Linked DNA regions of Mus musculus: region 2 is linked to region 1. Evidence: chromatin contacts called from public HiChIP or PLAC-seq data. All regions are on one chromosome and are shown on one strand. The core of a region is the stretch at or near the end of the contact, and the rest is flanking DNA. Distances in the headings are between cores, read along the strand shown.

Evidence for each region. HiChIP or PLAC-seq counts read pairs in DNA pulled down with a chosen protein or histone mark.
Region 2: a contact with region 1 is called in an H3K27ac HiChIP or PLAC-seq map of trophoblast stem cells, with 18 read pairs. The contact joins two enhancer-like sites. A contact is called at or near these places in 8 of 39 promoter capture datasets (the C10 cell line, the HPC-7 cell line, embryonic stem cells and 3 more), 1 of 15 datasets of contacts at CTCF or cohesin (the NIH/3T3 cell line), 9 of 484 Hi-C or Micro-C datasets (CD8 T cells, bone marrow-derived macrophages, embryonic fibroblasts and 5 more) and 16 of 115 datasets of contacts at active chromatin or transcription factors (the HPC-7 cell line, embryonic basal ganglia, embryonic forebrain and 9 more).

Annotation. Positions count from the first base shown.
Region 1 is chr4:119,023,367-119,028,533 of GRCm38.p6, reverse strand. No RefSeq gene overlaps it. Among named protein-coding and RNA genes, the nearest start is that of Lincred2, 25 kb to the left of the region's middle. Within about 2 kb of position 2,338, at least 31 of the 459 cell types and tissues checked have an H3K27ac peak or open chromatin away from gene starts, as enhancers often do. A contact at or near this core is called in embryonic stem cells and trophoblast stem cells, where this site is marked.
Region 2 is chr4:119,138,440-119,143,606 of GRCm38.p6, reverse strand. No RefSeq gene overlaps it. Among named protein-coding and RNA genes, the nearest start is that of Gm12867, 8.9 kb to the right of the region's middle. Within about 2 kb of position 2,201, at least 68 of the 459 cell types and tissues checked have an H3K27ac peak or open chromatin away from gene starts, as enhancers often do. A contact at or near this core is called in embryonic stem cells and trophoblast stem cells, where this site is marked.

The DNA of each region.
Region 1 (5,167 bases), core at 1,089-3,588:
ACAAGAAACTGCTCAAAGCAGAGTGAGTACTGTCAAAACAGTCACATTAATCATCATTAAAACATCAGCTTCCTTACACTCATGAGAAGTGCAGCCCGGCGGGTGAAGCGCACATCACAGCGTGCTTCCAGTGACCCTAACAGAGGCTGCTCCGGGTGTGCCCTGCATGCACAGAGGGCTGAGTGCAAACGCCGGGAATGTATGTCTAAACTGTGAGAAAAATGCTGCCAGCTGCCTCCATGACCTGCCTGCTCCTGCCCTGCCCTGCCCTCTACTTCCCTGTTGATAGGGCCATTTCCACAGAGCCTCAGACTCAGAGGGTCAAGGTTCTGACTCTGGAGTCTGACGGTCGGATGCTCCACGGTTCTGTCACTTTCTATGGGGGACCTTGAACAGGTCAATTTACCTATGTGTTTCTTAATGTGAAGGCTGGGATTATTAATAACAGTTCCTAAAGTTAGTGTGGGCTTTTGGTTCCTGAGTTGTGATTTATAGCGAAAAATATGTTTTGTATCAGGAACTGACATGTGCATTTATACATACATCTGTGTTCATATGTATAATTAGAAAAATCAAAATTGGGGGTTGGAGAGATGGCTCAGCAGTTAAGAGCACTGACTGCTCTTCCAGAGATCCTGAGTTCAACTCCCAGCAACCACATGGTGGCTCACAACCATCCGTAATGAGATCTGATGCCCTCTCTTGGTGTGTCTGAAGACAGCTACAGTGTACTTATATTTAATAAATAAATAAATCTTTAAAAAAAAATCAAAATTTCCAAATGACTCCCAATCTTAGTGATGAACTAGATCATTCCATTCCATTCTATTTCATTCTTTTATTAAACAAAATGTTGCCTGAGAGCCATGGACTTGATGTGATTGACCTGTTGACATAGTTCATTGTCTACATTTGGAAAGCATGGGGCTCCAGTTGGAATAACATGTTTACTTTCAAATATAGCAACTTTCTCACACTCTGCCTTGTTTACAGAGATCTGCTTTCCAACCTGGGTGTGGGTGCACACCTATAATCACAAAGATGAGGCAGGAGGATTGCTTGGGCTTTTTTAGGGAGTTCCAGGAAGCTCTCAACCGTGGTTCCCCAAGAGAACTGTTTCAAGCTTGAAAGTGTCCAGAAGATATGACCAGGGTCTCCCTTCCTTCAGTTCATTCCTTTCCCCAGCCCTCATTTATTACTGCCTCTATAATTTCACTAGCTCATTTACCTGTTCTCTCTCTCTCTCTCTCTCTCTCTCTCTCTCTCTGTGATAGTCTAAAGACAGCTTAGTAGAGTCAGCTCACAAGAGCCTTTGCTCTCTGAGCCATCTTGCCTGCCCACTATTTTTCACGGATTTCAGTTCTGAAGAGATGTTCTAGAACCTTCTGTGTTCTGGAAGTCATGGGAAAGGGGAAATGGGCCTGTTTCTTGCAGTCCTTAAGACAGAAATGGCAACTTTCAGTGTAACTGACAGATAGATGAGTTGCTAGCGTTTTCCAATCCTGTGTGTGCCTGGGCGATGCGTCTGGCTGCCCTTCAAGGCCTCTGCTTTGGAAACTTATCAGAGGTCAGAGAAGGAAGCCATGAGGAAGTTTTGGGTCTTTGTAGATGGGCAGCTGAAGCCGGTCCTCCATCCCCTGCTCCGCCGAGCAGGGCAAGCTGTTAAGTTACTACCTGGGCTGTTAAGAGAGTACAGAGGAGGCCCTGTGTTTTGGGTTCTGTGACTACACTTTACAGCCAAAGCCACTCCAGTATTTAAACTATGGGCCCCTCCTAGGGTTTATTTTGAAAGAAGAATCCTCCTGCCCTTCCCCCTTCCCTAAAAAGCACAAAAGAACAAATTCCATTGTTGATGACAAACAGTTTCCTTAATCCCTAACCTAACTCATTAAAGCCTCCTGGGCCTCCGAAGCAATCTAGGACTCTGAGGGTCAGTTTGTCCCTTTAAAAACAAACCCATTAAGACTTCAACCTAAGCCTTTGTTTTGCTCTTAGGTCCAGGTGTAACTGAGAAAAAGAGTTAAAGAATAGCCAGCTTGTGGGGGATGAGGGATTTGGATTTTAATTGGTGCAGGTGGCTCTGCTCTTTTTTTCAAGCCCAGCGGTGCCTCTGGGCTCTGCCTGGAGTGGCCTTACAGAATGGCTGACCAAGTCTCTTGTAGACAACGAGTTTTTCAGGTTTGTGTTGATGGCACACTTGGCTTTATTGAGGGGATTGCACTGGGAGAAACCGAAGAAAAGAACGAGTTAGTTTGGGTGTGTAGGTCTTGAGAAGGAAAGAAAAGATCTCAGAAAGCAGAACCTCTGGCTCCTTCAAGAAGATGGGCCAGTCCCAGGCACCTTGATCCTCTCTTGGATGTCAGGGGTGGCGTTAGCTTTGGAGGGAGGTGGCATCCGGGGTTTAAAGTCTACAGTGTTTCTTCAACATTAACGTGTTCACCATTACCTGGGAATCCTGGTTCAGTAGCCCCTGGTGGGACCCCAAATCTACATTTCTAGCAAGATGCCAAGGACTTGAGGTTTCTCATTCTTAGACCACACTTAGAGTAAGTAGCAAATAGCCACAGAGCTTCCAGATTCTCCCATTCTTAGAGCAGGGAATCCCAACACTCACAAACCTGGTGTTTCTCATCCACAGAGGTCGAGGTGGCACATCATCAGGTTTCATTTCCTTTGAGAAGAATCTACACATTTGAATTTGTGATTCTGAGCTCTGAATCAATGCCTAGGCCTAGGCAGGTCTTTATGGAAATTCAAGGGCTGCAGGTTCCCCACCTTGTTCTAGGGTCCAATTTACCAAGTGGAGTCTATCTTACCCTCAGAAGGGGAGAAATGCCATAGGCAATGTCCATTGTTTAGGACTTTCAAGAGAATTCTGGGGCTGGGAGTTAGAGGCCTGGTCTCCTGGTTTAAATCCCTTTAGCTGCTTATCTTGATTTCTTTGTTTGGAATTTCTTCTGTTCTTATCTCGTCCTTGATTTGGGGCACAAAATCCCCTGCTAGGCATTCCTCTGTAAACCCACCAAGCCAAGCTGAGAGATAAACAAAGGAACTAGGAAAAACACAGGAGGCAGCTCCCTCTTCCTTTGCACCCCCAACCCCTGTTTCTGGAAGCAAGAGTTTGAGTCAGCTGAACTGGAGGACCTGCCATTCCCCAACTCCCTTAGTGTTCTACCTGGAAGTTTAAATTATTATGTAAAGAGTATGCAAAACCCCAAACCCAAAACAGAACAACACACAAACAGGCAAATAAGACCCCCACAAAAACCAGCCGGCCAAACAAACAAAAAACCCAAATCCAACCTTCCCGGTCTTGCCCTCCCCCGAAGTTATAGTCAACGTCAGAAAATGTTGTTATTGTTATTATGGTTGTTGTCTTCCATGCAGGGGATTGAATCCAAGACCTTGACCCATGCTATGCAAAGGCCCTACTCCGGAGCTTCAAGAAAACAATTACTAAAAAATAAAAAAAAATGAGTTTTGTTTCCTTTTATATCTGTATATCTGTGTCTTACAGATACACACGCCGAAGTTTTTGAAGCTGGAATTATAGGTGGTTCTGAGCCCCCTAATGTGGGAGCTGGGAAGCAAACTTGGGTCCTCTGCAAGAGCTGGAAGTGCTCTTAACTGCAGAGCCATGTCTCCAGTCCAATATATATATATATATATATATATATATTTAAAAGCCTTATTTTTATTTGGGAGGGGGTATGATTGGTTTGCTTGCTCATAAGTGTTTGTACTGTATCATGTTGGTGCCGGTAGAGGCCCGAAGAAATCACTGAATTGCCTGCAGTCGGAGTTCCATCAGATGGTCGATGAGTGGCCACGTGGCTGCTGGGAACTGAACCTGGGTTCTCCGAAAGAGCAGTGAGTGCTCATAACTGTGGGCCCACCTCTCCAGCCCCCAAGAAAACAATTCTTAAACTGGACTTTACCTCACCCCACTGGCTGGTGAACATTTGTGAAGGGCACAATGTTCAGATGGTCCTGGCCTGGAAAGCAAGTGTCCCCTCTGAAGAGTGAGCACGTGATGTCCAGGGATCCAGCATCACTTAGGCACCTGTTTGTGCTAGGGGCATTGATTCATTTAATCCACCCAGTCGCTGCCAGGAGGAGGTGTCCTATCTACTGGCCTACCGGTAGTTAGTTCCTCTAGGCTCCTCTTCCCAGGGCCCGAGCAATGGTTTAAGTCACCTCCTGCTGCCTTTACCAGGTGTGGCATATAAAAGACCAGCCACCTCAGTTCTCTCTCTCTGTCTGTTCCCATGTGTTCCCTCAGTCTTTCTCTCCCTTTCTGCCCTTCTGTGTCCCCATTCTCTTCCTTCAAGGCTCTGCTCCCTTTCAGCTCCCTATTATCCAGGCCCTCATTTGTTACATGGCATAATTTCCCAGAGGGCACCTTGGCATGGACCCGCCAGGTACCTCCCCACTCTGTATTATATTTCATAACACTATCCATTATCTATCTAGCCATCCACTAATATTTATGCAAATGATCCATCTGTTTAAGAAAAATCTATAGAAACAAAAATAGACATATTGACAGCTTTTACATTTTTATTATTATTGTTATTATTATTTTCAAGACAGAGTTTCTCTTTCTAACAGAGTCCTGGCTGTCCTGAACTCACTTTGTACACCAGGCTGGCCTTGAGCTCACAGAAATCTGTCTGCCTCTGCCTCCCGAGTGCTGGGATTAAAGTCGTGCTCCACCACGCCCGGCGCTTGACAGGTTTTTAAAGTTTAGTTTTGGTTTTGATTTTTTTGAGGTCATATAAAGAAACATTATTAGTTGCCTCTTCACTTTTTACATTCACACAAAGCTGTTAAGAGGGAGGAAAGCTGGGCTCTGTGTTCTTTGGGTCACTCCAGATGCCTGAGTGTTACTGCATGTGCACCCCCTCCCCAGTCTGCCGATTGAGGCAGTAGGGGAGTGCTGGGGTGATCCAGTAATGGGAGCCTGGATGTGCTGAGTCTTGTGTGTGAAGAGGATCAGAGCAGGCTGTGCCTTGGCTTGGAAACCAGGTGATGCGACTTGTTCAGAAGTGCTGGTGCCAGGACTTGCAGCTAGCTCAGCTCTTCTTTGTCAGTACTAACCAGGCCTGGGCCCCCTTCTAGGCTCTAAGCCTCAGTTTCCCATTTTGGAAATGGATTATCTGGATGC
Region 2 (5,167 bases), core at 952-3,451, 120 kb before region 1:
GCCATAAAAAAGTAAGATGAGGATGTAGCATGCAGCTCAGTTGGCAGAGTGCTTAACCTGCACACAAATGTGTATGTGTGTGTGTGTGCAATTCCCAGCACACTGTAAAGCAGGGTGGTGGTGCAGGTCTGTGATCCATATTCTTGGAGGTAAAGACAGGAGGATTACAAGTTCAAGGTTATCCTTAGCTGCATAATGAGTTTGAGATCAGCTTGGATTATATATGAGTCTCAAAAAGAAAAAAGAGGAGGAGGAGTTTCCTGGAAATGTAAGTTTACAAAAACTGAGTATGCAATCATTTTACCCAGTTGGGAACCCTGTGAGCTACAGTCACAAGTGGCCTGGCAATATGTGTGGTAATAGTGGCTTGGATATTATGAGAATAACCAACAAATTTCTGATTTGTTTTAAAGCCCTCTCTACAAGACAGAACTCATGCTTGATACTTGTCACTGTTAACTGAGACAAAGCCCAGGGCTGGCTAAGTCATAGGCCCTGGACGACAACCTGTTGCTGTTATTTTGCTAAGTAGGCAAATTAACAAACTGCTCCCTGTGTCTTTAACCTTTGCATTCATAGACTAGTGCATCTCTCAACCCTTATCAGAAAAGCCTCTTTTTTTGTAGGAGATGGGGATTAACAAAGGCCCACTTACATCTGGCCAACACTCATAGATTAAGAGGCTGTGGACTACTAAGCTCTAAATGAGAAATCTCTATCACACTTCTTTTCCTAAGACTCAGGTAATCACTGACAAAGAGAACGTGGAAAAATTGTAAAGGCCAGGAATTGTAGACATCTCCAGTCAGACATTGTTTGCTGAATGTAATGTTGTTGCACAGATGAGCTCATATGCACGCACAAGACATGCGCCAGATCCAAAAATCCCAGCACGCGGCGGTGTGGGGCTCACGAAGTACCGCCCTCCCTATCCGCAGAGCAGCCGATCCAGTGCAGGATGCCAACTGATGGCTCTTGGGGTTGATTTCCTTCAGGGAGCGCGGCAGACCCTGAAAGGGCTAGCCATGCTCTAGTACACGGTCCCACATCCATGCGCACACAGGCAGCACTACATGGAGTAGGTTTAAAAAGAGAAGAGGGATACTATAGAGATGGCTCCTTAGCTCAGACTCTGGCTGCTCTTCTACATTTCCAGTCTGAGCTCTCACGTGATAGCTCACAAGCGTCCGTAACCCCAGATCTAGGGGATTCAGCGCCCTCTTCTGGCTTCCACCGGCACCGGGCCACACGTGCTGCATAGACTATACACGCAGGCGAGACGCTTATCTACATAAAGTAAGATTTTAAAATAGCTTCTTTCTTTCTTTATTTTGTCTGAGACAGGGTCTCAGTGTGTAGCTCTGCTTCTACCATCTCCTCTCCTCATCTTCATATGCACTTGCTCACTCCATCACTCTCATTCTGTTTTGTTTTGTTTTGTTTTGTTTTTGTTTTGTTTTGGATTCATCTTTAATCCCAGCACTACAGAGGCAGAAACAGGCTGATCTCAATGAGTTCCAAGCCAGCCTGTTCTATATAGTGAATTCCATATGTTTAAGGCCACATAGTGAGACCCTGTCTCAAAACAAAACACAATCAAAAACAAAAAAATAAGAAAACCATAAAAAACAAGAGTGACTGAACAAGCACACACGAAGAAGAGGTTGTGGAAGGATGGGGAAAGAGTGGGAAAGGAAGGGAGAGAGTGGCGGTAGATTTGACCAACACACATATGCGTGCATGAAACTCTCATTTTAAAACTCTTTGATGGAAGTATTGCTTTCTGAAAAGTGAAAGGGAGAAGATGCTAAGACCTCAGCCGACGCCTGCTTTACGCTTATACCACTCCCCCCACCCCTGTTTTTTGTTTGTTTGTTTCTTGAGACAAGATCTGTATAGCCCTGGCTGTCCCAGAACTCACTCTGTAGACCAAGCTGGCCTCAAACTCAGAGATCTACTTGACTCTGCCTCCAGGGTGCTAGGATTAAAGGCTCCACCCCACCGGCATATTTATTCCACTCTAATAGGACAACAGATGAGGACACTGGAGATCGGAAGCGTAGAGACTTTCCCGGGATGACTCAGCCCAGTAGCGACAGTCTAAAGTCAGCTGCTTCTGACTCTGTTTCTAAGGCAGTGCACAGCACAGGAGAGCGCCTGCGGAGCGTGCCTGATTACTTAACAGTTGAAGGAGTGAACAGACGCCTCACAGAGAAAGTGACAGTTAATTTGGAGTCCTGTGACCACATCACATTGTGCATGTGGAATGCTGTCCTCTGAGGAGAGCAGCCATTATCACCCAGGCTTACAGGCACGTACCGCACTGTGGCACCTGGCTTAGCCATCACAGTGTCATCCAGAGCAGCTGGAATGACTCACAAGCAGCCCTGGGCTCAGGACCTGTTCACCTTCCCTCATGGAGGAACCAGGTGGGACAAGTTTTTAGACCTCCCCTGCCCCCGCCCCTTTTGAGGTTCCAGCTGCTCTTTCTCGAACCTCCCACTATGCCGTAGGCAACTTTGTCCTAGCTACACACAGTTTGGGAAGATGCTAGAGTTTATAGAAGGTGAAACATTAATTGAAATGGGAACTCCATCTGTGAAGCCGTGGGCAACTCAACCCACGCTTCAGGGAGAATTCTCAGTTGGGCAGCTGCGTAGGGGTCACCTGTGTCCCTAAAAGTAGGGCCATTGGTCCTCTAAGCTACATTTGGGTGGCACCTCTGTTCTTTCATTAGTTCCCTGTCTGTGGTTCATAGATGTTTATTCGTGTCTCCCCAAGAAAAGTGCAGGTGACACAGAGCAAAGGCAGAGCAGGAGGCAAAAATGCAGAGCAAAGCGTTAACGTGTTAGATTAAGACAGCTCGGGGAGGGCTGGAGAGATGGCTCAGTGGTTGAGAGCACTTTCAGAGGTCCTGAGTTCAATTCCCAGCAACCACATGGTGGCTCACAACCATCTGTAATGGGATCCAATGCCCTCTTCTGGTGTGTCTGAAGAGAGCAACAGTGTACTCACATAAAATAAATACATAAATAAATCTTTAAAAAAAAAAAAGAACAATTCAAGTAAAAGTTTTGGACTGTATCAGGAGACAGTGTGGAGTATGAAGTCATGTGGTAATATGGCAATGTTGCTTTAGTGAGATGATTTTGAGTGAACAGAACAGGGTGACCAAATATACCTGACCCATCCAAAGCCATTTATTCTCTGAGGCAGACGTGAAAAATCAGCCGTGACTTCAATTCATCTACCAGCCACTAGTAGGCAGCAGTGTGCAGAGGATAGGCCAGGCCTGGTTTCCTCACCAGAATGGCCCAGATGGGAGTCAGGAACAGGGGGAAGAGCAATTGTGTGAAGGGAATCCTAAAGACCCAGAGGGAAAGAGGGTGTAGGAGCCAAGGACAAGGTGGCTTGGTCTCTGGAGGATATGGACTGGGGGAGTGGGGAACAATGGTGAGAGGGACACGTAAAAAACAAAAAAAAAACAAAAAAAAGTGAATTTTCAGACTAAGAAAGATGAAAATTCAGATGTGCTCAATGGCAAGTTAGAAACAAATCTGATGGCGGAACCAGCTACTTCCTGATTGAAACCGAGGCCCTTTTTTTTTTTTTTAAAGATATTTTCTTTATTTACATTTCAAATGTTATCCCCTTTCCTAGTTTCCTCTCCAAAAATCCCCTATCCTCTCCCCCCTCCCCTGCTCCCCAACCCACCCGCTCCTGCTTCCTGGCTCTGCCTGGCATTCTCCTATACTGGGGCACAGAACCTTCACAAGACCAAGGGCCAAGGCCCATTCTAGAGGAGAGAATTCATGGATGCTAACGGTTGCTGAAGGATGGATTGATAGTTTCTTCCAGCTGTAGTCACTGACAAGAAGCTGTCAGCATGGTCCTGCAGGCAACTCTGGTAAAGCTCACGGATAAGGAGGAAGCAGAAGAGGAGGAGGGAAGACCATCGAGATGGCTCAGCAGGAAGAAGTGCTTGCCACTAAAGTCTGACCACCTGAGGATTTTTTTTTTTTTGTTTTAAGATTTCTCTATTATATGTGAGTACACTGTAGTTGTCTTCAAACACAAGAAGAGGGAGTCAGATCTCATTACGGATGGTTGTGAGCCACCATGTGGTTGCTGGGATTTGAACTCAGGACCTTCGGAAGAACAGTTGATGCTCTTAACTCTCCAGCCCCCAACCACCTGAGTTTGATGCCTGGAACCTACAGTGGAAAACCAACTTCCACAAGTTGTCCCCTGGCCTCCACACACATGGGAGGCATGAATGCTCTCTCATTACCTCCACCTCTAATATAGTGAAAATCTTAAAATTATAAAGAGAAATCAGAGTGGGGATGGTTGGTAGAGGCAGGGGCTCAGCAGGAGAAAAGGAAGGGTAACAGTGTAATGAAGGTGAATATGATCAGAATACATTCTACGCATGCATAAAATGCTGCAAGGAAACCCATTACGTGTAATATATGCAGTAAAAAGAAAGACGGGCATTACCTCGAGGGAAAAGGGGTACCCGGCAGGTTTATAAGCAGAAAGACACGACTAAAATTTAGAAGGATCACTACCACAAGGAGATTTGTCGCATGATTTGGGGAAAGGGGACAGTACTACTGCAGCTGGACTGTGAATTGGAGAGACAGTGGAATGGGGGGAGGGGCCATGAATATGCAGTTTTGACAAAAGACAATAGACATTCTTTTTCTATTAATGAATGCACTTTTTGAATCAGCTCTCCTGCCTAAAACTGCATTGGGGAAATTCGGCTTAGGAAGCTGAGAGTGGGTTTTTGTGCTGACGTTAGAAGTCCTGACCAGAGGCTCTGATGAAAACAGAGGTCTAAGAATGTTTTAGTCTTGTCCCTCCTTGCTCTGGAGAAAGGACAGACTCCTGCAGTGGATGCACAGCATTATAATGAGGAAATTACAGGCTGCCGCGGAGTCCAGGTAGTTCCCAGGGAGACTGAGGCAGGGTTGCAGATAAAATGCCAACTTGTCTAGGAGCTGGCGGGGGGGGGGGGGGGAGTGGAGGGGGAGAGGAGGGAGCATCCCCCCCAGTTGGCTTCCAATCAGAAACTGAAGGCTGAAGGCTTCACCTGATGCTCGACAGGTGTGCTCCTCCCTAGCTCAGAGCCCGCCCCCCGCTCTAATTGGTGACGACGTCA